Regions from separate parts of the Mus musculus genome. Here region 1 is linked to region 2. A link is a contact called in public Hi-C data. All regions are on one chromosome and are shown on one strand. The core of a region is the stretch at or near the end of the contact, and the rest is flanking DNA. Distances in the headings are between cores, read along the strand shown. Region 1 holds the start of Ghitm (growth hormone inducible transmembrane protein). Region 2 overlaps Ccser2 (coiled-coil serine rich 2).

Region 1 (6,630 bases), core at 1,614-4,113, 190 kb after region 2:
TTTATCAAAAAGCAATGCTTTTCATGATACTGATAGGGTTCTCCTCAGTATATAATACAGTGACACTTCGAAAACTATTAAGTACAGTGCTTCTGTTTAAATAGTGTAGGCAAGATTAGCAACCTGGCAGTCTGGTTTCAGAATCTTCAAAGTTAAAATCCAAACTATGAATCAAAATGGCTTCATTAAGGTAATACCCTCCAAGGGGCTGCAGATATGGCTCTGTAGTTAAGAGCCCTTTGCAACTCTTTCAGTTCCGTTCCCAGCATTTACTTCAGATGGCATACAATCACCTATAACCCTAGTCCCAGGTGATTAGATACCTTCTTCTAGCCTCTGTTGGCCTCAGCACACACCTGGCACAGTCACACAGACATACACATGACTAAATAGAAATTGACATTCACAAACATGTGCTTGAATGAAGATTCTAAATAACTTGAAATAAACTCCCTAAACAGGCTCTACCATTTTAGATAATAGGATGATAATAAATTTGGTTTTTCTAAAACCAGTAAATCTTAATATAACCAGGAACCATGAAACCCAATGCAAAGCACCAATCTCTTTTGGGTTATTGGATCCCCAAAAACAGAAGTACGACTTTTCTTGCAGAAAATACATATATACATGTTTGAATGTATTTTCAGGAGGCTGTTTGTGGACTAAACACATGCACAGGCTTCACATTAAATACTTAACTTCCACCTACTTTTAAAGATTTTTTCCATTGATGGTTCCAAGGCTGCCTCTTTCAGTTCTTGTCCAGTTTTCCCACGGTGAGTCCTAATTCTTGTCTTGGTAGCATATTCCTGACATAGACAAAAAAAGACATATCACCCAGAGCTACAATAAAACATAGGATCTTTTTAAACTAATGTAGTATGGACATAAAAGTTATCTAATATATTAGATATGGGAAAGGTGCAGGACCCCTCTTAAAGCATTTGTGATAAGGAGGGACTGGAATGATGTGAAGTGGCAAGGACAAAGCTCACTGGAAACTTTACTGTCACTTTAGAAAAATCACTGTTACAGTAACTAACTAAAGAGTAAGCTACTCCCAAGCAGTGAAACTCACAGAACAGCCCACTAATCAACCACCATTACCACCAAATTCTAAAACAGAAAATCTGAATGGGGCGGAAATCCATACTGGAAAAGCATGCTTTACCCTGCTGGGTGTTACGAGCCATTGGTTCTTTGTGATGGAATTCTTCACAAGTGGAGAGGCCTTGGTGATGAAAGTGGGCTGGAAAACCCTGGAAGGTAGTGTCCGGAGACACACAAGCCTTGCAGCCAACATGGTGGGCGATACACCGGTTTACTAAGCAGATCTGAAATGCTAGTTAGAAAGGTAGAGGGGGGAAAAATTTAGTTAATTAAGAAGGAAACATAGTAGCCAAAATCAGAAGAAACTTAATTTAAATAGAAGAAAAAAATCAGAACAGTGGCCTCATTAATTTTTAATGCTGTATCCTTCCCTTGTTCCTTCTGACTCAACAAATCTAGTTTAGAATGGGCAGCCAATGATATAAATCCAAGTTTGACCAGATATATGTAATACAGAATCAATGTTATTATGTTGACACAATCACAGATTTTACAAACATAGCTTGGCCTGATATTTACTCCATCATTCAATGAGTAAAAGTAAAAGAATCTGTGTGACATTTCAGCACAAGAAAAACATCATCCAGAGAAAAGATAACTAAACCACTCGAGACTAAAAACCATGAACAAAAGCCAGGCATGCAAATGTCTACCAAGTAGGTCAGATGTTACTTCCCTTTAAGATACGACAGATACATTCAAATTAAATTATTCCACTACATAACATTCAATCAAAATAAACAAAATTGCCCTGCTAGGTTTCCCTGTTAAAACACCTTCTGGTATTCTTAATAGGGTAACCCCTGCCCCCAACATTCTAAAATTGAATTGTCTCAGTTCCAGTTAGACTATATCGATAAATAGTTAAGTACACGCCTTTCTGCGATGCTAAAGGCACATTTCTGGTCAATGAGTTGTGATGAATTTTAGGCAAGTGATTTGTATTTCCGCTTTCTCCCCATTTGTAAAATATTTAAATACAAGAAAACTTGGCCAAAATGGGACTTTGAAATCGCCCATGAATTACCCTAAAACTATAGGAATGTAAAGAAGTTTTAACTAGCACCTCCAAAGTTAAGAATTTCCGGAACTACGAAGTGCACACAGCTCTAGGCATCTGACCTTGCGGAAAAAACCCGGAGCCCTTTTGGTACTTTCATGCCATTACATCATCTCAACCTATGGCTTCAGCTTACTGACCCGAACAGAGCCTACCTAGTCTGCGTGGCCTTATGTCGTGGAACAGCCAAGAGGGTTATCTGCCATATATTTAAGTGCAGATTCTGGACGTCTGAAACCGGCTCCTGGGCTGGGTCTCTACGAACTAGTGGCGACCCTTCCTAACGCTTCCTTGAGCTTGAGTGTTCGGATGCGCCCGGTCCTCCCCTCTCACCGCTAGCCCGCTGCCTCCGCGTCCACGCACCACCCCCACGGCACCCGATCGCCGACAGCTAGGGCCCCCGCGCGGGTCCCCGAGCGGCTGACTCAGCATCCCTCTGCCCAGGGAGATGAAGAGCGAGGACGAGCCCGGCCTTCCCGCCCCGCCCGTAGCAGCCAGCCCAGATCCCGCTGTGCCGACGCCCGTCACAAGGACTGGAATTCTCAGGCCTCGCGAGGCAGTACCTCAGCTCCGGTCACCTCTACCACGGGGCTCCCTTCCGGGTCACCGAAACTCAGAGTGTGCGACCTCCCTCTGCCCGCTCCTCCGCAACCGCGCGACTCACAGCGTCACGCAATATCCGGACAAAAGGTAAATAGTACAAGCAGCCAATCGAGAGCAGGCTTCTAACGGAAGGGCGGGCGCAGTGGCGAAGGCGGGGCTTGGTTTGGAGACCGGACCAATGGAAGTTTGTGTTTCGAAAACGTCACAGTCAGCGTCCTTTCTGGGTCCGAGTAAGGAAGCCGACACTGGCAAACGCTTTGGGCATCTGCGTTGTGCGTTGTGCGCACTCGCTGCCAATAGGTGTGGGGGCGAAAAAGGGAGTTGGACTGGTTGGCAGCGCACTCCTTAAGTCCCACTTTTTGGGGAGGCAGGTAGATCGCTGTGAGCTCTAGGCCAGCTTAGAATTACTTTTGTTATTGGATTTAGGTTTAACAATGAATTTTCACATTTAAATTGGATTTTGTTCTATTTAAGAGTCATTCTTAAAACACGTTTTACGCCGAGAGTAATTAGTTTGGGTTAATCGTCTAGTCGCGTTGGCTGGCACGAAATTAACTAACCCTTAGAGGTATAATTTAGTCAGACTTTCGTTAACTGCTTAATTTTTATCACTGCTGGGGCTGTGGCTAGGCAGGGTGTCTTGAGCTATGTGAGAGGTACTTGACGCGCTCTCCTTTTCATTCATTATGCAAATGTTAAGGGATTTGATACTGGTTTAGTGAGTTCTGCATATATTAATTTACTTTGAATTAATTATAAGGCCAGGACCAAATCTTTTGTATTTATGGAATGACAGAACCCACCTAGGCATTTTCACTACTTTGCTTTAGCTATTATGCTACATGAACTCATGTATGAACATATCAATACACAAAATTAACTTGAGCATTTTAATAAAGTTTATGTTTTTATAACTTATGATCAATTTTTTTTTTGTATGTACTGAAAACTAAGCCTTAATTTTAGGAACTTTTAGAAGTTAGATGGATAGTTAAACAATCATTGGTTGAGTTTCTTGTTTTGGGCGTTTAGCCAGAAAATAACGCCAATGGTCTATATAGTAGTGAGTTTCAGAATGGCCAGAGTAAGACAGACCTAGTCTGCGGCAGGGGCTGGGGGTGGGGCATAGTGTCAAAATTGAATAACACATTTTTTCTAATTGCCATAAAAACATTCCTACCAAATGTGGCATTTTTTTTTTTTTTAAATTAGAGCCAACCTGCTTCTTGAGTGTACTACTGATGGTGAGATCTAGAGGGGTTTATTTCCGAGTTTTTCTTTCCTTTCCTTTCCTTTCCTTTCCTTTCCTTTCCTTTTCTCTTTTTTTTCTTTTTTCTTTTCTCTTCTTTCTTTCTTTCTTTTTCTTTTTTACCTTTTGACTTTTCAATGACATTTTTGTTTGTTTGTTGTCAAGCTTCAGGCTCCACTTGAGTAACAGAATACATACAAACCACTCTTCTTGTGAAGGTTTTTATTTATTTTATTTTATTTTATTTTATTTTATTGTGTGTGTGTGTGTGTGTGAAGGCTACTGAAATGCCTCAGTGGAAAATAATTTATTACAATAAGAGACATGTCTCTTTTATTTTTGGTTAGGAGCCTGACCTTTAGTGCTTGAGCCATCTTTTCAGCCCAAGAGGTTATTTCTTGGTATCCATGAAAGAGCACCCTCCTACAACTTTTGATAGAATCAAACCAAGAATACTTCCAGTGTTGCACAAAGGAATACACAAGCAAAGTGAAAGTAGATCGGTATAGCAAACTATTTTTGTTAATAAATAAAAAAGTATGTGTGATGGTTTATATGTGTTTGTTCCAGGGAGTGGTACTATTAGGAGGTGTAGCCTTGTTCGAATAGATGTGTCACCGTGGGCATGGGCTTTGATACCCTAGTCCTAGCTGCCTGGAAGTCAGTATTCTGCTGCTGCCTTTAGATGAAGATGTAGAACTCTCAGCTCCTCCTGCACCATGCCGGCCTGTATGGTGCCATGCTCTCACTTTGATGCTAATGGACTGAACCTCTGAACCTGTAAGCCAGCCCCAATTAAATGTTGTCCTTATAAAAGTTGCCTTGGTCATGGTGTCAGTTCACAGAAGTAAAACCCTAACTAAGTGTGCAACAACCTAAAGCAGGATATCGAGCATATCTGGCAGGAAGTTCACTTGCTTTTTACTCACACCAGGATGACTCTCTCTGTTCCCCATTGACTGGGGAGCCACCTTACAACCTTTATGATTAACTAGTTTTAAAAGAATTTGTGCAAAGAAATGGAGAAAAATGAGAAGGTAACAGCCTTTTAATTCACCCAAATTCTTGATTACTTCAGGGCTTTTGCATAAACAACAGTTTTATCCAGTGGTGTGATGGTGAGGCATTAAAACATTTGCCTAAAGGTATTACAAGAAATGTGAGTGGGAGCCTGATAAAAACGTTTGCATCAAAGTCTTACAAGGTGGACTGGAGAGATGGCTCACAGGTTAAGAGCACTGTCTGCTTTTCCAGAGGTTCTGAGTTCAATTCCCAGCAACCACATGGTGGCTCACAGTCATCTGTAATGAGATATGGTGCCCTCTTTTGGCCTGCAGGCATACATGCAGGCAGAACGCTGTATACACAGTAAATCTTTTTTTTTTTTAAGTCTTACTGAAAGGAAATAAAACTGTAATTCATGTAATGTATGTTAAATAGCCCAAAGAGTTGTTTCTGAGCTTTGAAACCTGGGGCTGAGAACATAGCAGAACAGACCAGGACATGCCCGGGCAAGCCCATCGCCTCCCTAGCTCCCACCCCTCTGACCTAAGTTAAATGTTACAGGCTGCTGATGTTTAAATGGACCAATCATGTGGAACTGTGCCAATTCCTCCCCCAGCCCCACTCCTTTTCTATAAAAACCCCTAGCTTCCAAGCCTCGTGGTCGAATCCACTGTCTCCTGTTATGTGAGATACGTTTCGACCCGGAGCTCCGCCATTAAAAAACCTCTTGTTGTTACATCAAGGTGTTGTGTTCTATTCTTGGGTGCACGCCGAATCGGGAGCTGAGTGGGGGTTTCCCCACTGAGTTCTTTCATTACAAGGTGAGGAGATAAAAAGATTTGAATCCCTTGTCATAAAACTTTTACACTATTTGACAGAAAAGACTAATTAATAGGTCGTATTAACCGTGAAACCAATATTTACTGGGTGTTCATTTTGAACCATGTACTGTAATAAGGATGACTAGTAACTGAAACATATGCCTTTAGGCACTTATTTTCTGGTGGAGACAGAAAACACACAAGCATAATGTTAGGTGGTAAAAAGTACTAAGAAGAAGGAGGAGAGGAGGAGGAAGAAGAGGAGGAGAGGAGGAGTTGAGCCCTAGAGGTCTAGAAAATAGACTATAAATAGGATAATTACCATGTAAAATGTATTTTGAACCTTTATTATCTTCTAAGGAATGGTTTATTGTCATTTATGATCATCTAACTAGATAAATCTTGACAGACATAATGCTTTGCTGTTATATGGGTAAGAAAATAGTTTGACAGCATCCGAGGTCTTATCGCTTCCCTCTGCAAATGGCAGGAAAAGTCTAGAGAAGCTGTTACTGAAGAGATTAACTATATGGAACATGGATGGAGGATGGGCACTTTAATCTTCAGACACCCGATTTGAGTAGCTCACAAACAGGATCTCTGTTTAGCTCCTTCAATCTTTCCTACAGCCTTTGTTACAGCAGAGAAGGAATTTACAGCACAGTAATTGAACCTTATTCTTTGTAAAGAAAGTAGGGCTTTGTTTTTATTCCCTATTTTCCTTTCTCACTTTTGTGGCTTCTATTATCATATTAGTTATTTTGAAACAGGGAATTAAA
Region 2 (5,763 bases), core at 3,150-5,649:
TATTAATTACTTCCAGACAATTATCCATGACTCCTATACAAAATAAGCAAAATGTAAAGTTAATTTAATTTTGACATTTCGAATAAACATAGTACATTAATACTGAAAAAATAGACTGTTTTGTAGACCTGTGCTTAGAGATGACTGCTTTAAGCCATTAATGAATGTATCAAAAGGATTGCAAATTCAAATTAGATTCTGCAGTGGTGTCAAGATTAAGCAGCTTTGCCCCACATATTAAAGGGAGAGTAGCAATACCCATGCCAGACAACTGCTGTTCCCATATTTGATAGTGACCGTCACCATAAAACAGACTTCTATATTCATAAGTACTTTTAAAATAGCTGTAAGAAAATCAATAATAATAGTATACATATGTAATGGTCATTTCCCAATTGCTAACTAACAAATAATAAGGATTCCATCACCTAGTATCAGGAGAAAGACTAAGACACCTCCTGCCTGCAGAAGTAGACTGAGGAGATAATCTAGTCCTTTACTTCTCCATGCCTTACTTTCCTGTCTAAAACAAGCATGATACATATTATTCACCAGCACCCGCTAAAGAGAAGCTCAAAAGCCAGACACACTGTCACTACAACTGCTTCAGGGTCTGCAAGTAGAAAAAAAGGGAAAAAAAATGTTTGAAACTGAATGTATACTTTCCTACAATAGTATGTATGGAATTCTAAATGTACAAAATCCTGCAGAACAGATGGTGCCAATCATCTTGAACTGTGGTCTTAGAATGAAATTTTTTTTTATATCTCACGTAAATTTCCTAAATCTGAGCATCTTTGTAAGCCCTGCTATCTCACTGGTAGGTAAATTACCTTCCAGCTGAATGCTCAAGAACCTTCTACTACCTTTGCTATAGCTTTGAAATAAACAAGCACTCTGATTCTGCCACACTTCAGGGACCACGCTACCTCTAATGCACGCTACCTGATACGCACTTAAAGATGCAATCACTAACGATCTGAAAAGGCCCATATTGGCTACATCATCTAATGATGTGATCTGTGAGTTACTCTAGTAAATACTGTTTCTGTGCTTTAATGGGGAACTGAGAATGGATGGCACAGAGCTGGAAATGTCTATAATTCCCTGAGTTCATTCCTATTATATATATTTTTAAGTTATGACATAATTACTGAATTGGCATGGCACACTTGAAAGAATTTTCTAAACTATGTAAGATCTTTTTTTAAGACTAGTAAATCAAAGTTTCTCAGTTAAAAAGGAATCTATATCTGGATAAGAACTGGAAAATAGGGACAAATATTATTGAGCATATACATAAGTAGTGCCATGTTTATTATATTATCATTAATTACCTAATCTCCATAATTATACAGCAATAGATTGTTCCCATCTCCCATAGCTAAATCAAGATTTTGAAAACTAAAGTACTCTCCACAAATCACCAGAAATGATTTGGGTTCACATGTGAATTCAGGGTCAGTGCAGCGTACTCATGACAAAGCAATGAAATATACTGGGAGGCAGACTGTCAGTGGAGACAAGCAGGAAGGGAGGACGTGGGAGGCTGAAGGAACAGGAGGAGCATGAAGACTGTGGGGCCACGTGTTAACAAGTGGGCAGGAAACAGCCAAACCTGCTCCTTTGCAAACTCCTTTCATATCCATTACCTTACCCGCTAAGAAGCCACCCACTCACCTTCATTCAGCATTGCAAATACCATTCCAGAAGGTTACTAATCGCTGAATTTAGGGATTTAAACAAGCACTGCTTAGTCTAGGGGCAATTAACTGAAGAGCAATGCTAATGACTAAACAGGCACAGCAGTCATACCTGAAACCCATTTCCACAGTCAGACTCTGCACCAGAGTTTTAAATAATTTGTTGATTTGTTTTTAAATTTCTATTACTCAGTTATATCTCCTCACATCCTCTCTGCCTAGGTTTTCCTGGCTGTCATATGTAACATACGCTGGCTCAAAGGCTTGATTATGGCGATTAAGTAAAAAGGAAACCTCAAAGATTTAAAACTACATTTCACTTGCGGTGCTTTGTGGATTTAAAAAGAACACAAAAAATTCAATACAAATCCCCATTATTAGGTAAGTTTGACCTTTCCTGTCCTACTGCAACTTAATTCTGCCAAACGGAAGCAAGCTAGCAAGTCAGGCTCAGGGATTTTGTGATATAGGACCATTCATCATCTTAATCAAAGTGCAGGACTTGCTGAACTGAGAGGGCAGTGAGAATACTAGCATAGGAAGTGGAATCAGAGACGCTTCTGCCTGAACGATGAATGTATTTCCTTCAAATGTTACCAGTGTTCAGGTATGCAAACTAACAGAGTGTGCAAATGTCATTAACATGCTAAAGGCTAGGAAAAGAAGTTGGTGTCACTGATGGAACAAAGACCAAGCCTATTAATTAATACCTCTGTAGCTACCTGAGTAAGGAGGGATGCAGACATAACAAATAAATGCAGACTTTTTAAATATTGGTATTTGTTAAATCACAACATTCAACCGCTTAATAGTATGGTCTGTCTGAGGCCTGCTAGAAGAACGGTCCCTAAATTAAATTAAACGATCAGTAAGGTCAGGGCCACAAAACATGTGTAAGAGACTAGCTAGTACTGTGAGTGACTTTAGCATGAATGGATTGTTACTGGCCTGTGAATCCACTACCGGCACATACACTGTAGATTTGATATGGTATGCATTACTCCACCAAGTTTATTCTATATTTTACACACAATCACTAAGTAAGACACATTATGTAAGGATGATATGATGGTAAATCTTGATTGTCAATTTGATAAAATGTGTGATCACTGAAGAGATGTACTTCTGGCACATTTTCGAGGATGTTTCCAGAAAAGATTAGCTGAGGAGCTGTGGTGGCTTAAACAGGTTTGGCCCCCACGGATTCATGTGTTTCCATGCTTGGCCATAGGGAGTGGCACTATTAGGAGCTGTGGCCTTATTGGAGTAGTTGTAACCTTGTTGGAAGAAGTATGGCACCGTATGGGTGGGCTCTGAGGTCTCCTATGCTCAAGCTCTGCCCAGTACAGAATCAGAATACCCACCTGGCTGCCTGCAGAAGGCAGTCTCCTCCCGGCTGCCTGCAGATGCAGAACTCTCAGCTCCTCCAGCACCATGTCTGCCTGCACACTGCCTTCCTTCCTGCCATGAGGATAATGGGCTACACCTCTAAAACTGTAAGCCAGCCCCAATTAAATGTTTTCCTTTGTAAGAGTTGCCTTGGACATGGTGTCTCTTCACAGCAATGAAACTAAGAAAGCGGGCAAGACTCAACCTCAGAGTAAACAGCACCTTCTGGTAAGTAGCCCCATAAAGAGAGGCAAGGAAAGGACAATGCTCCTGCCTACTTCCGCTGCTTCCTAAGCAAGTGTGTGCATCACTACTGCTATTAGCCAACATCAAATTCCCGCTTCTCCAGCCTTCCGAACTAGACCTAAGAATGAGACTCCCAAAGAGCTTCCAGGTCTTCTGCACTGCACTGAACCTGCTAAACCATCCAGCTTTGTAGACTGAACAGTTACAGACTTCTAAGCCTCTCTAGCATAAAGGTGGTCATTGTTGGACTATGCAAGTCCTATCATGGGCTAATATATCTTCTCATAATACATAATAAATCTTTTTACTTTATATATATATATATATATATATATATATACACACACACACACACACACACACACACACACACACACATCACACACACTCTATTCATTCCATTTCCCTAGAGAACCTTGCCAAATTCAGAGAGACATGCATAGAAGTTTTATCTTCAAAAATAATTATTTTAGTAGTTTTGAGAGGCTCCAACACAGAAAAAAAAAACCCACAGTAAAGTAAAATCAATCCTGGCATCCTGTTATGAATGAAGAGGAATGCACAGAATCACCTATGAGGCAAGCGCTCTGAAGCTACTTAAGTCTCCACTTGCCAGTTTACAAGAGAGGTTAAGAACAGGAAAACTCTAAGCAGCACAGCACGTAACCAGTTAAATCTAGAATGTGAAAATCTTGTACATGAAAAATCTTCTACATGAACTCAGATCTTTTTTTCCTCAAGAAAGAGAGATTGCTATAAACTCAGAAGAAACACATTAACCAAAGGAAATGTCTGAGAATTAAAAGCATCCCTAAACAAATTCCCAGTAACAGAAATGTTTAGACCATTCAGGAAAATTAAACCAAGACTAAAGAGTTTACACACTAGGAAGTAGGGGAAGGAAAGATTACTTTGCAGCCCAGGCTGGCCTTCAACTTGTAATCTTCACCTTCAAACTCAATCAGATATGCTTTTTAATTTAGACAAAGCAGTTACGTCCTAAGGCCGGAGACACATCAGTGCTGTAGATGATTCTCTCAATCCTTTCACTCCAAGTGAATAATCCGTGAGGACAAATGCCCCTCACAGTCTCTGAAGCCTGCCACAGCATAGGCAAGCTACTCAGCGTAAGGCAGCATCTAAACATAAGGTAAGTGTACAACTACTTTGAACTCGTGCTCACATAGTGACCAGATTAAACTGACTGAGATGATCTTCTGAATTTACAAGCACAGTTTTGACAATACGTAGTTTTTAACCTAATGCTATAGAAGTTTGGGGTAAGACGTCTTATTCTGTAGTTAAATATATCTTCCAAATCCCTGGAAGCAAAGAAAGCAAGAAATGTTCTCTATGAATTCTATACGTCCAATTCCACCGCCAATGGGGAATACAACACGGCCTGAAAGTTTAAAAAAAAAAAAAAGACCTAGAAAATGGACAACAAAGAACATTCTCTTTTCTAGAGGAATAAATGCATGTTTTCCAAAACACCAGTACAATGTTCCTCATACTATGTGGCAGGATTTTCCCTGTCCAATTACATTCGGACAGAGGAGGTCTGTGATTGGACAGGGAAAAGGGGGAAAGCTAAGAGTTGCAGAGATGAGGGGCTTCTCAGGGTAGGAGGAGAAGATGGCTGCAGATGTGAACCCGCGAGGCATTTGCCAGCCACAAGTAGTTGTGGGATCATAAGGTTAGATGGATTGGAATGAAGCTTTTATCATTATCAATTGGCTCTGAAAATATTGTATTGGCATCTTGTAAATTGTGATATTATTGATACATAAATCTGATTGGTCAATTAAACTTTAAAGAGTCTTGATTTTACTGGGTTACTGGGTATTGTGATATGCAACCACAATGTTGGTGGTTCCATTTAGTTAATGGAGTGTGGGACCACCGGTTACAGGGAGCTATAGCAGAGAGGGAACTAGTGGCTAGTCTGTCACTGTCTCAAACAGAATGTCACGTGATGGAGAACACTGATGAGGAGGACAACCAGCATTAGCCTGTCCCTGACATGCACATGCACACACACTGGAACACCTAGCATGGATGCATGCAAACACATACACCACACTGAGGAGAAGGAAGGGGGGAGGGGAGAGAGAGGGAGGGAGGAAGGAGGGGGGAAGAGAAGAGAAAGACCTGAATGTTGAAAATCCCTGCCTTCTGTATGTAGGAGGGACTTAAAGAAGAAGTTCACCATTGATGTTCCCATCAGGCCCAGCGGACAGCTCTTATCCAAAGCTCACACAGATGACACTCTTTAAACTAAATGGGTCACAAAATAAAAGCATAAGTCATGAATCTGGGAAAGGGACTGGCGGGGGATGAGAGCACTGACTAGGGATCAAAGGGAGCTAAGAGCAGGCAGGCAGAGGGAAGAGTAAGGAGAGAACACTCTATACCTGTATGAAAC

Evidence for each region. A called contact is a pair of places that touch in the nucleus more often than the background predicts.
Region 1: a Hi-C map of rod photoreceptor shows a contact between it and region 2, with 2.8 times the contacts expected there. The contact joins the promoter of Ghitm here to the enhancer-like site in region 2. A contact is called at or near these places in 13 of 484 Hi-C or Micro-C datasets (B cells, CD4 T cells, CD8 T cells and 5 more), 2 of 115 datasets of contacts at active chromatin or transcription factors (bone marrow-derived macrophages and memory CD8 T cells) and 3 of 9 other capture datasets (adipose tissue, liver and macrophages).

What each region holds. Positions count from the first base shown.
Region 1 is chr14:37,132,459-37,139,088 of GRCm38.p6, forward strand. It overlaps Ghitm (growth hormone inducible transmembrane protein), which reads right to left and starts at 2,864. Exons shown (of 9, transcript NM_078478.5): 1 at 2,737-2,864; 2 at 1,175-1,345; 3 at 713-812. The coding sequence starts at 1,306.
Region 2 is chr14:36,941,317-36,947,079 of GRCm38.p6, forward strand. The region is part of intron 1 of Ccser2 (coiled-coil serine rich 2); the gene reads right to left. Among named protein-coding and RNA genes, the nearest start is that of Ccser2, 25 kb to the right of the region's middle. Within about 2 kb of position 4,400, at least 1 of the 459 cell types and tissues checked has an H3K27ac peak or open chromatin away from gene starts, as enhancers often do. A contact at or near this core is called in rod photoreceptor, where this site is marked.